Linked DNA regions of Mus musculus: region 2 is linked to region 1. The links are chromatin contacts, called in public HiChIP or PLAC-seq maps. All regions are on one chromosome and are shown on one strand. Each heading gives the region's core, a stretch centred on a gene start, on an enhancer-like site or on the middle of the called end of the contact. The rest is flanking DNA. Distances are from core to core; before and after follow the strand shown.

Region 1 (7,794 bases), core at 2,742-5,241:
CACTTATTCATCGTGTCTGTGTATCTGTGTTCATGTCCATGTGCATGTATGTGCATGTATGCCTGTGCTGGTACCTTTTGGGGCCAGAGGTTAGCATTTGCTCTTGTTCCTCTAGCCAGCTTCGGTGGGGTTTTGTTTTGGTCAGGGTCTCACTGCCTAGCATCACCTAGTAGATGGAGGAGGTTGGCTGGCCGGAGGGCCCAGGCATGCTGTCTCTACCTCCCCAGTGCTAGCATTGCAAGCATGAGTGTTGCCGGTGACCTGCTGGGATTACCCAGCTTCTGGGGATCGACACAGGCCCTATCTAGGATAACTTTACTGACTGGGCTATCTCTCCAGCCCTGGAGCTCCTTTTAAATATCTTTTTTTTTTCTTTTTGTTTGTTTGTTTTTGAGACAGGGTCTATGAATCCAAGGCTTGCTCCTCCAACTGATAGATGTGCCTGCCTCTGCCATCTGAGCACTAAAATGAACTTCCTGGCACTATGCCTGCCTGTATTCTTCTTCCTGAGACAGGGTTTCTCTGTGTAGCCCTGGCTGTCCTGGAACTTGTTGTATAGACCGGGCTGGCCTCGAACTCACAGAACATCCACCTGCTGCTGCTTTTGTTGTGCCAAGAGTAAAGGTGTGCACCACCACACCTGGAGTAAATTTTTTAGAGGTTTATTTATTTATATGAGTACACCATTGCTCTCTTCAGACACACCAGAAGAGGGCATCAGATCCTGTTATAGATGGTTGTGAGCCACCATGCAGTTGGTTGCTGGGAATTGAACTCAGGACCTCTGGAAGAGCAGTCAGTGTTCTTAACCACTGAGCCATCTCTCCAGCCCCTCTGTTGAGTTTTTATTTTCTTCCATTATAGTTTAGCTTTCTAAGAACTCCTTTTGTTTATTTGAATGGTAGTTGCACACACACACACACACACACACACACACATAATTTTTTCTTTTAAAGGTCTGGGGAGATGGCTCAGTGATTCTGGCTGCTCTTCCAGAGGTCCTGAGTTTAATTCCCAGCAACCACATGGTGGCTCACAACCATGTATAACCATCTATAATTGGATCTGATGCCCTCTTCTGTTATACATGCAAATAGAGCACTCATATGTATAAAATAAATAAATATTTAAAAAAAATAGCTTGGGGGTGCTGCTGGAGAGATGGCTAGGAGGTTAAGAGCACTGGCTGCTCCTCCAGAGGTCTTGAGTTCAAATCCCAGCAACCACATGGTGGCTTATAAATATCGATAATGAGATCTGATGCCTTCTTCTGGTGCATCTGAAGACGGCTACAGTGTACTTACATATAATAAATGAATAAATCTTCTTAAAATATATATACTTTTGGGGCTGGAGAGATAGCTCATCAGTTAAGGGTACACACTGCTCTTCCAGGGAAGCTGGGTTTGGCTCCCCAGCACTGAGGTTTGGCTTTTCAGTTTACTGTGACTCCAGCTCTAAGGAATTCAGCGCCCTCTTCTGGCTTCCTTGGGCACAACACATACATGCAAATTAATAAACAATAAGAAAAACACAGCATTCTAATTACAGTGCTTGAGGGTGGAGCAGGATAATGACTTCTAGGTCTCCTGAGCTAAGTGCCACCCTGCCTGAAATGGGGATGTATTTCAGTGTTGCACATTCGCCAGGTATGGCTCCACATAGAGCCCTGGATTTGACTCACTGAAGGTTTCAGCCGTGCAGTGCGCTCTTTTCAGACGCACTGGATTATTCCACCGAGGACACTTAAGCCATTTTCCTGCTTGGCAATCTGTTTGCTCTAATTTGCTTTTTTTTTTTTTTTAATTTGAATAAGAGGGGTGTGCTCGTGTACGTCCATACGTGAGTGTTTGTGACATATCGAGGCCAGAGATCGGCACGGGCGTCTCCCTCTATTGCTCCCTACCTTTGTTTTTGAGACAGGGTTTTTGGTTGACGCTGGAGCATGCCAATTTGCCAATTTGGCTAGACTGGCTGGCCAAGAAGCCCCCAGGATCTGCCTATTCTGTTTGTCTTAGGGTTGTTATTGCTGTGATAAAACACCAGGATCAAAAGCAAGTTAAGGAAGGACATTTATTTGGCTTATGCTTCCACGCCACTGTTCATCACTGAAGGAAGTCAGACAGGGGAGGAACCTGGAGGCAGTAGCTGATGCAGAGACCATGCTGGGTTGCTGCTTACTGGCTTGCTCAGCCTGCTTTCTTATAGAATCCTGGCCCATCCGCCCAGGGATGGCTCCACCCACCATGGGCTGGGCTACATTCACTAATCAAGAAAATGTCCTATGGGCTGGACTACAGCCTGATCTTGTGGAGGCATTTTCTCAGCGGAGCACCTTTCTCTCAGATGACTCTAGCTTGTGTCACACTGACATAAAACTGCCCTGATGAGTTGAAATGACAGATTGTCGGCTGAGCTAGATTTTTCTATGAACTCAGGCCTACACCAAAACACTTTTCCATCTACCCCTGCCTCTTCCACCCCAGGCATCTCTCTAGCCTCCAATTTGCTTTTTCCTTTCTGACTTGCTTGTTTTGGTTTCTTTCTTGTGTATTAAGGATTTCCCTTAGATAGATAACTGTGCTTGGCTTTCCGAGTTTTTAACTGTGAGGTCTTATGAAGATCTGATCGAAAAGTCTGTGTGCAGGCACATAACCCAAGGTGTTAAAAGCAGGATATGTGTCTGTGTATCTTTTAGATTTTCCCCTGGCGTGGTGAGCTTCCCCGCAGAAATTTTCCAATGGTATATAATGTCTCTCGTTTGCCGTTGTCTAGGAATTGATATTCTCAGGGTTGCTAATTCAGTTACCGTCTGTTTCCAGCTTCATTTCCCTTTTGTTTTTACAGGTTTTCCCTTACAGTCTGGACAAACAGACACTTTACCCACATACCCAAGACCCAGCCCAACTTTAACCAGAAGGCCCTTATTTTTAGTTCTTCCTTCTCCTCTCCCCTGCCTTCCTCCTCCTTGTCTCCTCCTCCTCCTCCTCCTCCTCCTCCTCAAAGATTGCTATTCATAAGCTGGGCTGGCTCCTACTGTTCATCTTTTTGCCTCAGCTTATAATTATAGGCATCTACCTCCACTGTTGGCTCCATTATTATTTCTTCTTCTTTTGAGACAGAGTCTTATGTATTCCAGGCTTGAACCCAACTCTATGTAGCCAAGGATGACTGCTTGGATTCCAGGTGTGTACACCAACTGTGATGCAGCTTGAACCCTGCTAAGCCAGTGTCTGTGTGTATTTGAGAGTGTGACTCAAATATCGAAGGCTGGTCTCAAACTCACAATATGGAAGAGGATGACCTTGAATTATTGAGCCTCCTGCCTCTGTGTCATGAGTGTCGGGATTACAGGCATGCACTACCACACTCTCCTTCTTAAAATAATTTTATTGGAGGGCAAATTCAGGTTTTGACACAGATTATTTGGTTGTTGGTAATATATTATCATATATGTGTATATAAAAATATGTACATGTATATTTGTGTGTATATAAATGTAAATATGTACATAATTATATATGTACATACATAAATATCTGTGCGATATATGTATATTTTTATGAAGAAGCATGCTTCTGTATAGTATATTTTGAAAAGATATTAAGTAACTTCCAAAAATATCCCCCGCACTCACCATCCGCTTCAATATTCTGCCCGATGGAGATGCCATACATTGCAAGAAATATATGAAAAATAGTAAGAAGGTTTATTTCCGACAGCTGGGGATGAGACAACAGGCAAAAGAACACAGCCACATACCACACCTCAGGATTAAGGAGCGAGGAGGGGAGGGGCCCAATCTCGCCGATGATTGGTTGTTGCTCTTGGCCAATCAGAAACAGCTATTGATTTTTACTAACAATGCGACCCGCCTCCCTGGAGGCTTTGACGCCACGTTTACAAATGAGGATGCGTTACGTAAGAGAGAGCTCCCGGACAGCCAATGAAAGCTTGGGGCGCTAATGGGCGGGTGAGGCCGCTGCCAGGTTTGGGGCGGAAGGGACATCTCTAGCAGAGACGGAGCGGAAGATGGCGGCGGAGGTGCTGCTGTCCAGTCTGTTGGGATTGCTATTTCTAGGGCTCCTGTTACCTGCGCGTCTGACGGGCGGTGTCGGGAGCCTGAATTTGGAGGAGCTGAGTGAGATGCGTTATGGCATCCAGATCTTGCCGTTGCCTGTCATGGGAGGGCAGGTAAGGGGTGTGGGGCGAGGTGAGGGTCCTGTGCAAGAGGAAGGGGCGCACGGTGGAGGAGGAAGGGCAACTGCGCACCGGGCTCGGGAGAATGGGGGAATGGAGAAGGGATGGTGGTGTTCCTGCGGTCCTGCTGGGAATGGCAGGCAGACCCATCCTCGGAGACCAGGCACCGACAGGGGTAGGGCTCCCCACTGTAGACCTTAGTTCCCCAGGTCGTAGTGAAATCACTGGGACCCCGCCGGGTGGGGAAGCGAGAACGCCCTCTCCTCCGCTCAGCCGGGGCAGCTGGAGGACTTGTGGCTTATTCTCTCTTCCACTGGGCACGTCCCCAGGGTCTGAAGAGGGATCTCGTTGTTCTTGGTCCCAGCCTCTGCCTCCCTGCCCCTCTTCCCGACCCTTCTTTCCCAGAGCCAAGCTTCAGACGTGGTGGTTGTGTCTTCAAAGTACAAACAGCGCTATGAGTGCCGCCTACCAGCTGGAGCTATTCACTTCCAACGTGAAAGAGAGGAGGAGACGCCTGCTTACCAGGGGCCCGGGATCCCTGAATTGTTGAGCCCAATGAGAGATGCCCCTTGTTTGCTGAAGGTGAAAGGAACTGGGGTGGGCGGAGGGAAGGCTTGGGAACCGGAATGGAGGCCAGTGGGAGTTAAAGGGCCATTGGTGTACTAGATATGTTTGGGGGGGGGGGAGCGTGGGGGGTGGGGTGGGGGCGTGCAAAGCAAAGACTCTGCTGAATGTAGGGAAAGGTTAAGATAGAAGATCTCAAAATAGGTTAAACCAACATCAGAAGGACGGTGGTGGGACCAGAAGAGCTGGAGCCTACCTGTAAAGTCACCTCCTGCTCCTATTGCTCATTACCTCAGGATGCCATTGTATTCCACGAAGTTCAGTGAATACTTGAACCTGTGGGAGTCCTCATCCAAGTGCTTCAAGGATACCATGATTTCTTATCTTTATGGAGGGCAGGGAATGATTTATGCCTGTGATCCCAGGTGGGTCACAGAGCATCATAGCCCTGTCTGAGAAGAAAGAAGAAAGAAGAAGAAAGAAGAGAAGAAGAAAAGAAGAAGAAAGGGCATGGGTGGGGATCAGTTATACTTTAGATGTGCGTCTCCAGCCACGAAAAGAAAACAGCTGTCCCTTCTCACAGAGTCGAGAATGCGGGAGGGGAGAGAAAAAGGGAGGTGAGAACTAAATGACAGGTTATATATCTCGGAGCCAGGAGACTGTGGTTTCACAAGGAGATCATTTTCTTGCCTCCTGATTGTTCCTTTTTCCACTATCAGACCAAGGACTGGTGGACATATGAATTCTGTTATGGACGTCATATCCAGCAGTACCATATGGAAGGTGAATCGCTCCTACACTCCCCCTAAGCCTTCATGACCCTGTGTGGTTGGTAACCTTCCCTCCCAGTCCTCCCTTCTAGGCCTCATCATGAGAATAGTGGGCTTTACTGTGGTTTCCCTTACAGACTCGGAGATCAAAGGTGACGTCCTCTATCTTGGCCACTACCAGTCCTCCTTCAACTGGGACGACGAAACAGCCAAGGTGACTGGGGTGTGGGGTTGGATTGGGGACCGGCTGAGCGGCAGATAGAGGGCCCAGGCAACAGGGAGGGTCACATTGAGCTGGTGTGCCTCTTGGGGTTTGGTACCCATCAAGCCTCCTGGGCTCTGTTCTGTGATCCCCCGGTCCCTGCGGGAGTGTGTTCCCTTTCTCACGCCCTCTCCACCCCGCCTCATGTTTTCTCCAGGCTTCCAAGCAGCATCGGCTGAAACGCTACCACAGCCAGACCTACGGCAACGGGTCCAAATGTGATCTCAACGGGAAGCCCCGAGAAGCTGAAGTTCGGGTAAGTCTTCCAGGAAAGAAAAGGGTCCCTGAATAACAGTAGTCTGCCTGCTAAGGGAGGAGAATGCTTATGCCCTGGAGTCAGAGGATCTCTTAGGTGTCCAGCCCAGTCTCAGCTGCATCTTCAGAGGTAATTTAACTCTTCGTTTACCACAGGCTACCCTCAGTACTTCTAGCCACATTTAACCTTTCCAGCATCTCCTCTCCTTCCCCCGCTACCTAAGCTGTAAACGTTAGCGCCTGCCTTTGACTCTTCTTGCTCTGGGTGTAGCAGGGAGACATTGGTCTTGACTCTTCCGGCAGAACGGGGAGTGAACAGGAAGCTCCTGCGTGTAGGGAAGGCCTGAGGTAGAGGGGAAGACAGACGCTAAAGTGAGAAGCGAGTCTGAAAGAAGCCACAGGCCAGTGGTTCTCAACCTGTGGGTCGCGACCCCCCCACAAGGCCCATACATCAGATACCCTGAATATCAGATAGTTACATTATGATTCGTAACAGTAGCAAGATTTCAGCTAGAAAATTATCTCATGGCTGGGAGCGGTGGTGGGGGTCACCACAACAGGAAGGACTGTGTTAAAGGGTCACAGCCTTGAATCATAGCTAAGGAGTGAGAATGAGAAGGAGGGAGAGAGGGCTAGTTCTCTCAAAGCACGGCTATCCTCCTAATGGCCTTTTAAAACTCTTCAGTCGGGCAATGGTGGTGCACGCCTTTGATCCCAGCACTTGGGAGGCAGAGGCAAGGCAGGCAGATTTCTGAGTTTGAGGCCAGCCTGGTCTACAGAGTGAGTTCCAGGATAGCCAGGGCTGCACAGAGAAATCCTGTCTCAAAAACCAAAACCAAAACAAAACACTCCCTTTAGGGCTGGCAGTGGCCATGCAAGCCTTAAATCCTAGCACTTGGGAAGCAGAGACAGGTGGATCTCTGTGAGTTTAAAGGCAGCCTGGTTGGTCTTCCAAGTGGGTTCCAGGGCAGCCCCCCAAAACCAAAAGCCTCTCTTCAGTTGGGTATGGCAGTACTTACCTGTAATCTCAGTAAGTTTGGGAGGCAGAGATGAGCCTAAGGCTATTGCGAACTACAGGAAAACAAACAAAAGAAAACCCTAGTTTGTCCCGTGGCTGGGTCTCTGAATTCTCAGTAGCCTCCTCACAGGTGGTCCTCCTTAGTCTCCTGGGTCATAGCTGAGTGCAGGCAGGTGCATGCAGAAAGCGTCCCCATCTACACCATCGTAGGCACCGATAGAGAGCTACCTACAGCCCCAGCAGCCGTGGCACCCACCAGCACTAGCGGTATGCAAAACAGATTCCCACAGCCAATTGCGCAGTAGCATCGAACACTCCATTTCAAGAGGGGGAAGACGCTTACCATGTTAGCACTCATCTGTTGTGCTAATACTTCATCCATGCCCAAGCCAGGCCGTCGGTATGATGCCTGTCAGCCATCTTACAGCGCTGCCAAAACTTTGCCGGTCAGGTCAGTCCTTGACAGGGGTGTGAACTAGCTCTGTTGTGCCACTCCCTGCCCCTTCCGTCTGGTCCTGGAAACCATCTGACATTTCGGCTTTATCAGTGACTGTCTTGGAGCTCACCCTGTAGACCAGGCTGCCCTTAACTCACAGAGATCCACCCGCCTCTGCCTCCTGAGTACTGGGATTAGAGGGAGACACCACCATTACCTGGCTTAATTTTAATTTTTAAAAAACTTTTATATAAAATAGTGGGTTTCATTATAGCATTTTAAAAATATT
Region 2 (7,794 bases), core at 3,016-5,515, 540 kb before region 1:
GTTATTTCCAAGTGGGAGGGTCTGATTCAGGTGGGGATCTTTGACCAAGGAGCAGAGAACAGAATGAGGGGTGAAGGTGAACAGGGGAGACAGCAGTAAGGGAGGCCTGGCTAGAGCTACCTAATGCAGGGGATGGAATCGCTGGGAGTTGTGGGGATAGGGTTCCCCAGCTTGGAAACCAAGGAGCCCAAACTGGGCACTTTATGTGTGCATAGGAAAGGAGAGGGCCGGGCAGCCGCTGGGCTGAGAGTGACGCCGCAGGCAAAGCCACCAACCCTGGCTTGGTATTTTTAAACTGTGCGTGGGTGGGAAGTGGGGGCGGGGACTGAAGGGGGTGCTTCTCTTGAGGGAGGAGCTGGGAGTCTAGCTTCCTGTGTTTCCCCTGATTTGGCTACCAAAAACTCGGGGAGCACTTATAGGGAGGGCGAGACCTGGGAGGGGACCCGAGGTGAGTGGAGGGGGGTGGCTGGGCCTGGGAAGGGGGAGGGGGAGGGAGAGAGGTCAGAGCCAAGCCGCCCCCGCAGCTCCTGACAGAACCAGAAATTCCAGCAGAGCAGAGGCGGGCGAGACAGGGAAGAGAGACACACAGAGACAGAGAGCTACACACAACCAAACTAGGAGGGGGAGCTGCATACGCTTGGGTACGGAACCCCCATACACATGCAGTGGGCAGGAGGCAGTAATTCAATAAATGGAGCTGTCTTCGCATTTTTCTGTGCCTGGCCTCATAACAACGCTTCTGCTCAGCCTCCAACCCAGTGTTCTAACCAACCTACACCTCTTTCCTACAGAGTTCGAGGAGGGGTTGCTGGACCGCTGCCCTGCCCCGGGACCTCATCCTGCTCTGGTGGAGGGCCGCAGGAGCAGCGTTAAAGTGGAGGCAGAAGCCAGCCGGCAGTGAAAGTGGGGGAAGTCTCAGACCCAGGACCCAGACTTCTGGCTCACTTAGACCCCCACATTCTCCATCCTTGCACTCGCCACTACCCTAGAAGGATCCTTCTGCTGCCCTCTGCCTCCCATCCGCCCCATGGGCACAGGACTATGGGGCTTCAAGCAATAACAGGCAGGGGCCTGGCCAGAGGACACAAGGACGGTGCAAGGTGTGCCCTCACCCGGCTTAGGGGCACGGACTTTGCCTCCAGCCTGCTGGGGCTCTCCTTTCTCTCATACCACACACACACACACACACACACACACACACACACACACACACACATATTCTCCAGGTGGCCAGCAGTGGTGTGAGCAGCTGAACTACTTCACTTGGACACGGAGAAAGAACTTCCCCAGGAAGGTCTAGCGACTTACAGTGGAACCTTCACTCTGAGACTGGGGGCTTGGGAAAACTGGGTCTCCCCTCCCCATCCCCATTTTTCGTGCTTCTAGTTTGTTTCTTTAATTTAACAAGTGCTGCAGTTTGCCCACCCGTTCTTATCTCCCCCCTCCCCGCAGACCTTTCTCTCAGCACTGTGTGGGAGGGTGCCCCGAAGTTCCCTCCACCAGCCCCTTAGAGGCCTGGGTTGGACCCTGGGCCTCCTCAGCCGGCAGGACTGCAGCACCTGTCGAACACTTAGCGTGTCTTTCTTTTCAGATTGTGTACAGTAGATTATTTATTTTGTTATTTTGGAATAAAATTTATTTTATGGCTTAGGATCCATGGCCCCCTTCCCCTCCAGTGAGGGAAAAAGGACTGGGTAAGAGCCGGGGGAGGGGGGCAGAGCTGGCAGTGGACAGAAAAGTACAAGAGACAGCAGTTGAGGGCCTCAACGCCCAGGGAGTTTACACAGAGAGGTCTGCATCCCTACTTATATCCCAGGCTCTAGGAAACACTGGAAGCATCAAGTTACCCAGGCTAGAGCTTTATGCATGTCACAGCCACATAGTTACTCCCCAAATGATACTGGGTTGCTGTCTTATACAATGTCTCAGCCTTTCAGATATGTTAAGGTCACACTGGCAAAAGCAGAAGATACATGTTCTGTGCGGTCATACAGTGATGTGTGACTTCTATAGGTTAACATGTCTTGGGTAAACATTGGTACAGCTATACACAAGCTTAGCTCTTAGAATGCAGTCTCAAATGTCACTAGGCATCTTTTTTTGCAAGAATTTGGAGCTTTGGAGTCTTGTTTTTTAAAATCTGGGTAGAACTCACACCAGTGACTGTATACCCACTTTTTCCTTTTTCTCCCTCCCAGAGTCACCTGAGCCCAGCTTCAATGCCCTAGGCCTATATGCCCTCTGTCTTTGGCACAATGTCTCTATGTTTCTGTATGTTGAGTCCCAGGCCCTGGCTCAACACAGTTCTGGTGTGTGTGTATGTGTGTGTGCGTGTGTGTTGTGATACAGTTGTATCACATTCGAGCATTAACACCCCACTCATCCCTTTGCACCCAGTGCTGGAAAAGGGGGGCCCTGATATGGCAGGAAGGACAGAGCACAGCAGTTCCATACACCACATGGTCTCCCAGCCAGTTCTTTTCTCTTGACCAAGGAACAGTTGAGACGGAAGGCACCTGCATGAGCAGGTGTCCAGAGCTGGTCCATAGAGACAGAAGAGGCTTTGTTTCTGGGCTTCTCCAGCTGGGATCACCAGCTGGGGTTGGTCCTTAGGTCCAGGTGGGACAGTGAGATCCCTGATTGCCCATAAGGAGATGGTTGCAGGAGGGGCTGGCTTCCTAAGGACCCTCCTGCCTCCCCTTGGTTCTCCAGGAGAAGCTTGGTGAGGTCCTGTTCAGTGGGAGGCATCAGGGGAGGGTACATGTCTTCACTGACCCTGCAAAGAGGAGGGAGAAGTAGGGGAGCAGGCACAGCACCCATTGTCTCAGCCCTCACTCCCGGGTTGCTACTCACCAGGTGCCTTGGGGGAAACCTCCCACAGGCTGAGTTAGGCAGCTGTCCTCTACCATAGTCACATCTGAGCAAAGCATGGGTTCAGGGCTGGACACAGCATGTTCCTGGGACTGGCACTGCAGCAGACCCCTGCCAGGGGTCAGAAGAGGAAATTAGGAGGGGTGGGGTAGGCAAGGGAAGAACAGAGAGGGTGGGGCCAGGAATGGCTTTGTCACTTACTGGGGGTGAGGCTGGTCAAAGGGCATGGTTATCTGGCTCATGTTGGGGGGCATTTGCAGGTGAGGCCTGGAAGCAGGAAGGAAAAGCGGGTGCAGAAAGAGAGAGAGAGGAAAGAGAGAGAATGAGAATTCAAAAGTCAAGACATGAGTCAGGAAACAAGCTGCCATGCTAAGTCTTGACTTAGCATCTCACTGACTGTGCTCTGAGATCAGGTCCCCCCGCCCCCCTCCCCCCCGTAAAATAGTATGAGTTTCCAGTGTGTCCAGTCTGAACGATAGGTATTCTGTTCCCTAGGCCCACCCCACATCAAACCCTAGAAGTCAGATAGAGCTGATGAAACCACCAAGGTACTCGAGGAAGGAAAAAGTCTGCATCATTTTTAGGATTAAAAAAGATTAATAAATAATAAATCACCCCAGCTGCTGGGATGTCGTCAGTGGCAGAGCACGCGCTTGGCACATGTTCAGTCCTTAGCACGAGCTTAGGCCCCAGCACCACAGCAATACAGCAAATATACGGCAAATAAGTTGCTGTAAATTTCACAGGTGAGAGAGAATATGCTAGCAGTGTTTGCTGTAAGCGCTCAGCTCGGGCCTACACACATTATGAATTCGTGTAACCTTCACCATAACGTCATTATCGTTATTGCTGGAGGCTAGGACCTCTAACCCTGGCCTTCTGAGTCTTAGACATCACTCCCACAAGCACATGGAGGACGGAGTTCAGCCTGGGCTGCTTCCGCAAAGCCTGGCAATTCATGGCTTGTGACGGGACGCTGCCCCACCGCATCTGACTTACTCCTGAAAAGATGGCAGTACACTCATGGACTCTTCTAGGCTCTGAAATGAGTGGATGGACTGTGGAGGATACCTGGGGAAAGAAAACAAACTCCAGTGCGAGCCCTCCCAGATAACCCCACACCCTGCCTCCGAGAAAGGAAAATTCAGTCTGAAAAGGCCAGCTTGCTCGGCCGACCGGCTGGCTACGCTGAAAGCCTGCGCACAGGCCAGTCCCCTCCCGTCTCTCAAGCTCTTTACCCCATATCTGAGCTGAGTTGCATGGAAGCATCAGGGGCCATTCCAAGATCATAAGGTGGCACCATGGCAGGCATCTGGGGCTCTGGAGTAGGAAGGGGCTGGTCCCTACAGGAGGGAAGGAAGCACACGTGACTGACAAAGGTCACTCCTTCCTGCCGACAAGTACGGCCCCCAGTCTCCACCCACTAACCGTTTATTCACCTTTCCACAGTCATCTTGATAGTAGTAGAGACATAACCCCTCCCGTCCTTCCCCATCTGTTCGGCTGTGGCAGGAAGGAAAGGAGAACTGTGGAGTATCCCACTGCCACAGAGGTGGAGGGGGAAAGGTTGATGGGCAGGTGGAGGGAGGGAGGAAGGTTGATGGGCAGGTGGAGTGAGAGAGGGAGGGAAGAAGATTGATGGGCAGGTGGAGGGAGAGAGGGAGGGAAGAAGATTGATGGGCAGGTGGAGGGAGGGAGGAAGGTTGATGGGCAGGTGGAGGGAGAGAGGGAGGGAAGAAGATTGATGGGCAGGTGGAGGGAGGGAGGAAGGTTGATGGGCAGGTGGAGTGAAAGAGGGAGGGAAGAAGATTGATGGGCAGGTGGAGGGAGGGAGGAAGGTTGATGGGCAGGTGGAGGGAGAGAGGGAGGGAAGAAGATTGATGGGCAGGTGGAGGCGGGGCTACAAAATGGGAGAGAAGAGAGACAACCGACAGAAAGGGCAACAGCCAGGGCAGGGAGACAGTGTGTGACAGGAGGTTTCAGAGCTGCCTGCTCACGCTTATAGTGACTCCGGAAAGCCTCATCTTTGGGTTTCTTGGGGTAGAGGTTTTTTAACTGAGCAAGATCCCGGATCCGGTCCCCCAGTGAGCGAATGGACAGGTCTTTGGCAGAAAATGGCTGGATGTTCTCTATCTGTGAGGAGCCTAGGAGAGGAATGAGACTCTAAGTGTCCTCCCGTCCAAATTTCTTTTTCCCCAGCCCCATCACAAGATCCATTCTCAACCCACCAGGGCAGGTGAGAGAAGGCCTAGGGTGAAGGCTAGAGTGAAGGGGACCCACTTGTCTCCATTGCCATAGGAGTTGAAGGTTATACCACAGGAAGATGGGAAGTAAAATGCTAGGAAGAAGTTCCTGAAGATCAGGTGGACATCAAGGGTAGCCGGGGCATTTCCTTCCCCCAGAACCCCTCCCACCCCAGGAGAGAGCATGGAGTTAGAGGATTGTGGTGACTCACCATCCTGACCCCGGATGACGTGTGCAATGGTGATGCCCCCGATCTCAGAGTCGCTAAAGCGGAGGAGGAAGGTCCCATCTGGCTCATTGAGGAGAAGGCTAGTGACATATTGCTTACTAATAAAGCCAATGATCAGCCTGGTCAGAGTGAAGGAGAGGACAAGGCTGTTGGGTTCTGGGTGTGAAGAGGGAGCCATAGGCGTTTGGTCCCTGAGGCAGGGACTCACCGATCTGACCAGTAGCTCCGGAGACAGCGTTTGGTGAGGTCCAGGACACCATCAAACCACTGCCAAAATGTGAAGCCTCGGCCCAGCAGGATCTCCTGAAGTGGGGAGGAGTACAGAGGTGAGTGGGGGAAGGGCTGAGCTGGAACAAGCATGGGGCTTTGAGAGTCTGAGGATCAACAGTTGAAGACCAAAGTGGACCTAAGGCCCATCAATGGCAACTGCTTACCCCAACCGCCCTAGGCACTCCTTCAGGCTTTCCTGTATATTCATTTTTTTTAAAGATTTTTTTATTGATTATATGTAAGTACACTGTAGCTGTCTTCAGACACTCCAGAAGAGGGCGTCAGATCTCATTACGGATGGCTGTGAGCCACCATGTGGTTGCTGGGATTTGAACTCCGGACCTTTGGAAGAACAGTCGGGTGCTCTTACCCACTGAGCCATCTCACCAGCCCCATTTTTTTTTTTAATCTTTCTGTATATCACATAACAATCAGAGCAATGGAATGGAAGCTGGAAAGGCAAGTGACTTCCTTAGGTCCACACTACTGGCGGGACAGGGTGGAGGTTTAAGCCTGCAGCCTATTGTCGCATCCCCAGTGGGACCTGCTAAAGGCCCATCCAGAGGAAGATAATTGTCCTGCTGTCCTGTTCTCCTCAGCGATGCTTTCTCTGGCCACATGAGCTTCTTCTCCCCCACCCTCTGGTTTGTTTGCTTGAAAGAGGAAAAGCCTAAAGTGGGAGCCAAGGGAAGGCGTTGTTTCTTGAAAAGTGACTTTAGCATTCATTCGGTGACTTGCGTGATGATAACATGGTCACAGACATGGACTCCTTTCCCTGTTCTTGTAACTGACTCAGTCCTGAGCCACCTCACTTTGGAGACAGAGAAAAATACAGTAGCTGATATTAAAAGTTGGAAATACAGGCTGGAGAGATGGCTCAGCGGTTGGTTAAAAGCAACAACTGCTCTTTCAGAGGTCCTGAGTCCAATTCCCAGCAACCACGTGGTCGCTCTCAACCATCTGTAATGAGAGCTGATGCCCTCTTCTGGTGTCTGAAGACGGCAACAGTGTACTCACATACATAAAATAAATAAATCTGTTTGTTTGTTTGTTTATTTGTTTGTTTGTTTGAGCCAGGGGTTCTCTGTGTAGCCCTGGCTGTCCTGGAACTCACTTTGTAGACCAGGCTGGCCTTGAACTCAGAAATCCACCTGCCTCTGCCTCCCAAGTGCTGGGATTAAAGGCATGCACCACCACTGCCCAGCAAATAAATAAATCTTAAAAAGTAAAAAATAAAATAAAAGTCAGAATACAGGCTCCTGTCGGACCTGGTGGCTCATTCCTGTGCATTTCTGTAGGAGACTGAGGTGGGAGGATTGTGAAGTCAAGGCTAGCCTGGGCTATCTGGTGAGTCTGAGGACAGCCTAAGCTACACAACGAGCAGAGGCAAAGGAGCTCTTGAGTGACTGGAGGGTGAAGAGCTGGGGTCAGAAACTGAAAGCAGGAGAATGACCTTATTGAACTGTGACCAGGACACACAGCGGTGCTGAAAGGCCTCCACACTGAGGCTGTTGTCGTTGAAGATCTTCTGGGCGAGGAACAGGAAGTGCTCTGGAAGCAGTCCCCGGCTGGTCCCCACCTCAGCCATAAACTTGAGGTTTAGGGTTTCACACATCTTCTCCCAGGGCACTCGCTCAGCCACCACAAAGGGCACTCGGTCCTGGGTAAACGGAGAGAGAGCGCATGGCCAGTCTTCCTCCTAAAGGCCTCCGCTCTTCCCAGCTCTCCGAGCTGGCTCACAGACATCATGATTTCTCAGCCGTTGTCTGTGGTGTCATGGTGTGACAGCTGTTAGGTGTGACCAGCATGGGTAGAAGCAGAAAGGCAAGCCCACAAGAAAGACTTAACATGCCTGCCACCCACCAGCCAGGACAGCCCGTTATCTCACCACAGAAGAACCCACGCTGCCCCTGTCTCCCACTCCGGGTCTTTCCTTACCATCTCAGAGAAGGCATTGTCCCATAGGATGGTAGCTTTGGCGTTGTTGTCTTGGTTACCATGCACGATGACCACCAAGGGCAGAGACAGGGCCTACAGACAGGGTGAAGAGAGGAGTTTCTCCTTGCTGGAGTCAGAAGTGCCCTCAGATTGCTGAGTGTTACTCCAGTGTACTGGGGAGCCCTTAGTTCGCATGACATAGTTAAGGGTTGGTAGTGCATCACTGGACACTTTGTGAGACG

Evidence for each region. HiChIP or PLAC-seq counts read pairs in DNA pulled down with a chosen protein or histone mark.
Region 2: a contact with region 1 is called in an H3K4me3 HiChIP or PLAC-seq map of embryonic stem cells, with 8 read pairs. The contact joins the enhancer-like site here to the promoter of Os9 in region 1. A contact is called at or near these places in 2 of 39 promoter capture datasets (cranial neural crest and pre-B cells), 3 of 484 Hi-C or Micro-C datasets (CD4 T cells, the G1E-ER4 cell line and embryonic stem cells) and 1 of 115 datasets of contacts at active chromatin or transcription factors (embryonic stem cells).

The regions. Positions count from the first base shown.
Region 1 is chr10:127,117,357-127,125,150 of GRCm38.p6, reverse strand. It overlaps Os9 (amplified in osteosarcoma), which reads left to right and starts at 3,991. Exons shown (of 15, transcript NM_001171026.1): 1 at 3,991-4,194; 2 at 4,606-4,782; 3 at 5,484-5,547; 4 at 5,672-5,748; 5 at 5,954-6,052. The coding sequence starts at 4,033.
Region 2 is chr10:127,654,777-127,662,570 of GRCm38.p6, reverse strand. Stat6 (signal transducer and activator of transcription 6) reads right to left here. Exons shown (of 22, transcript NM_009284.2): 12 at 7,553-7,645; 13 at 7,068-7,274; 14 at 5,553-5,647; 15 at 5,327-5,463; 16 at 4,869-5,015; 17 at 4,311-4,374; 18 at 4,110-4,214; 19 at 3,871-3,942; 20 at 3,073-3,138; 21 at 2,854-2,982; 22 at 1,584-2,776. The coding sequence ends at 2,590. It overlaps Nab2 (Ngfi-A binding protein 2), which reads left to right. Exons shown (of 7, transcript NM_008668.2): 7 at 792-1,653. The coding sequence ends at 901. Among named protein-coding and RNA genes, the nearest start is that of Gm30989, 5.6 kb to the right of the region's middle. Within about 2 kb of position 4,265, at least 40 of the 459 cell types and tissues checked have an H3K27ac peak or open chromatin away from gene starts, as enhancers often do. A contact at or near this core is called in the G1E-ER4 cell line and embryonic stem cells, where this site is marked.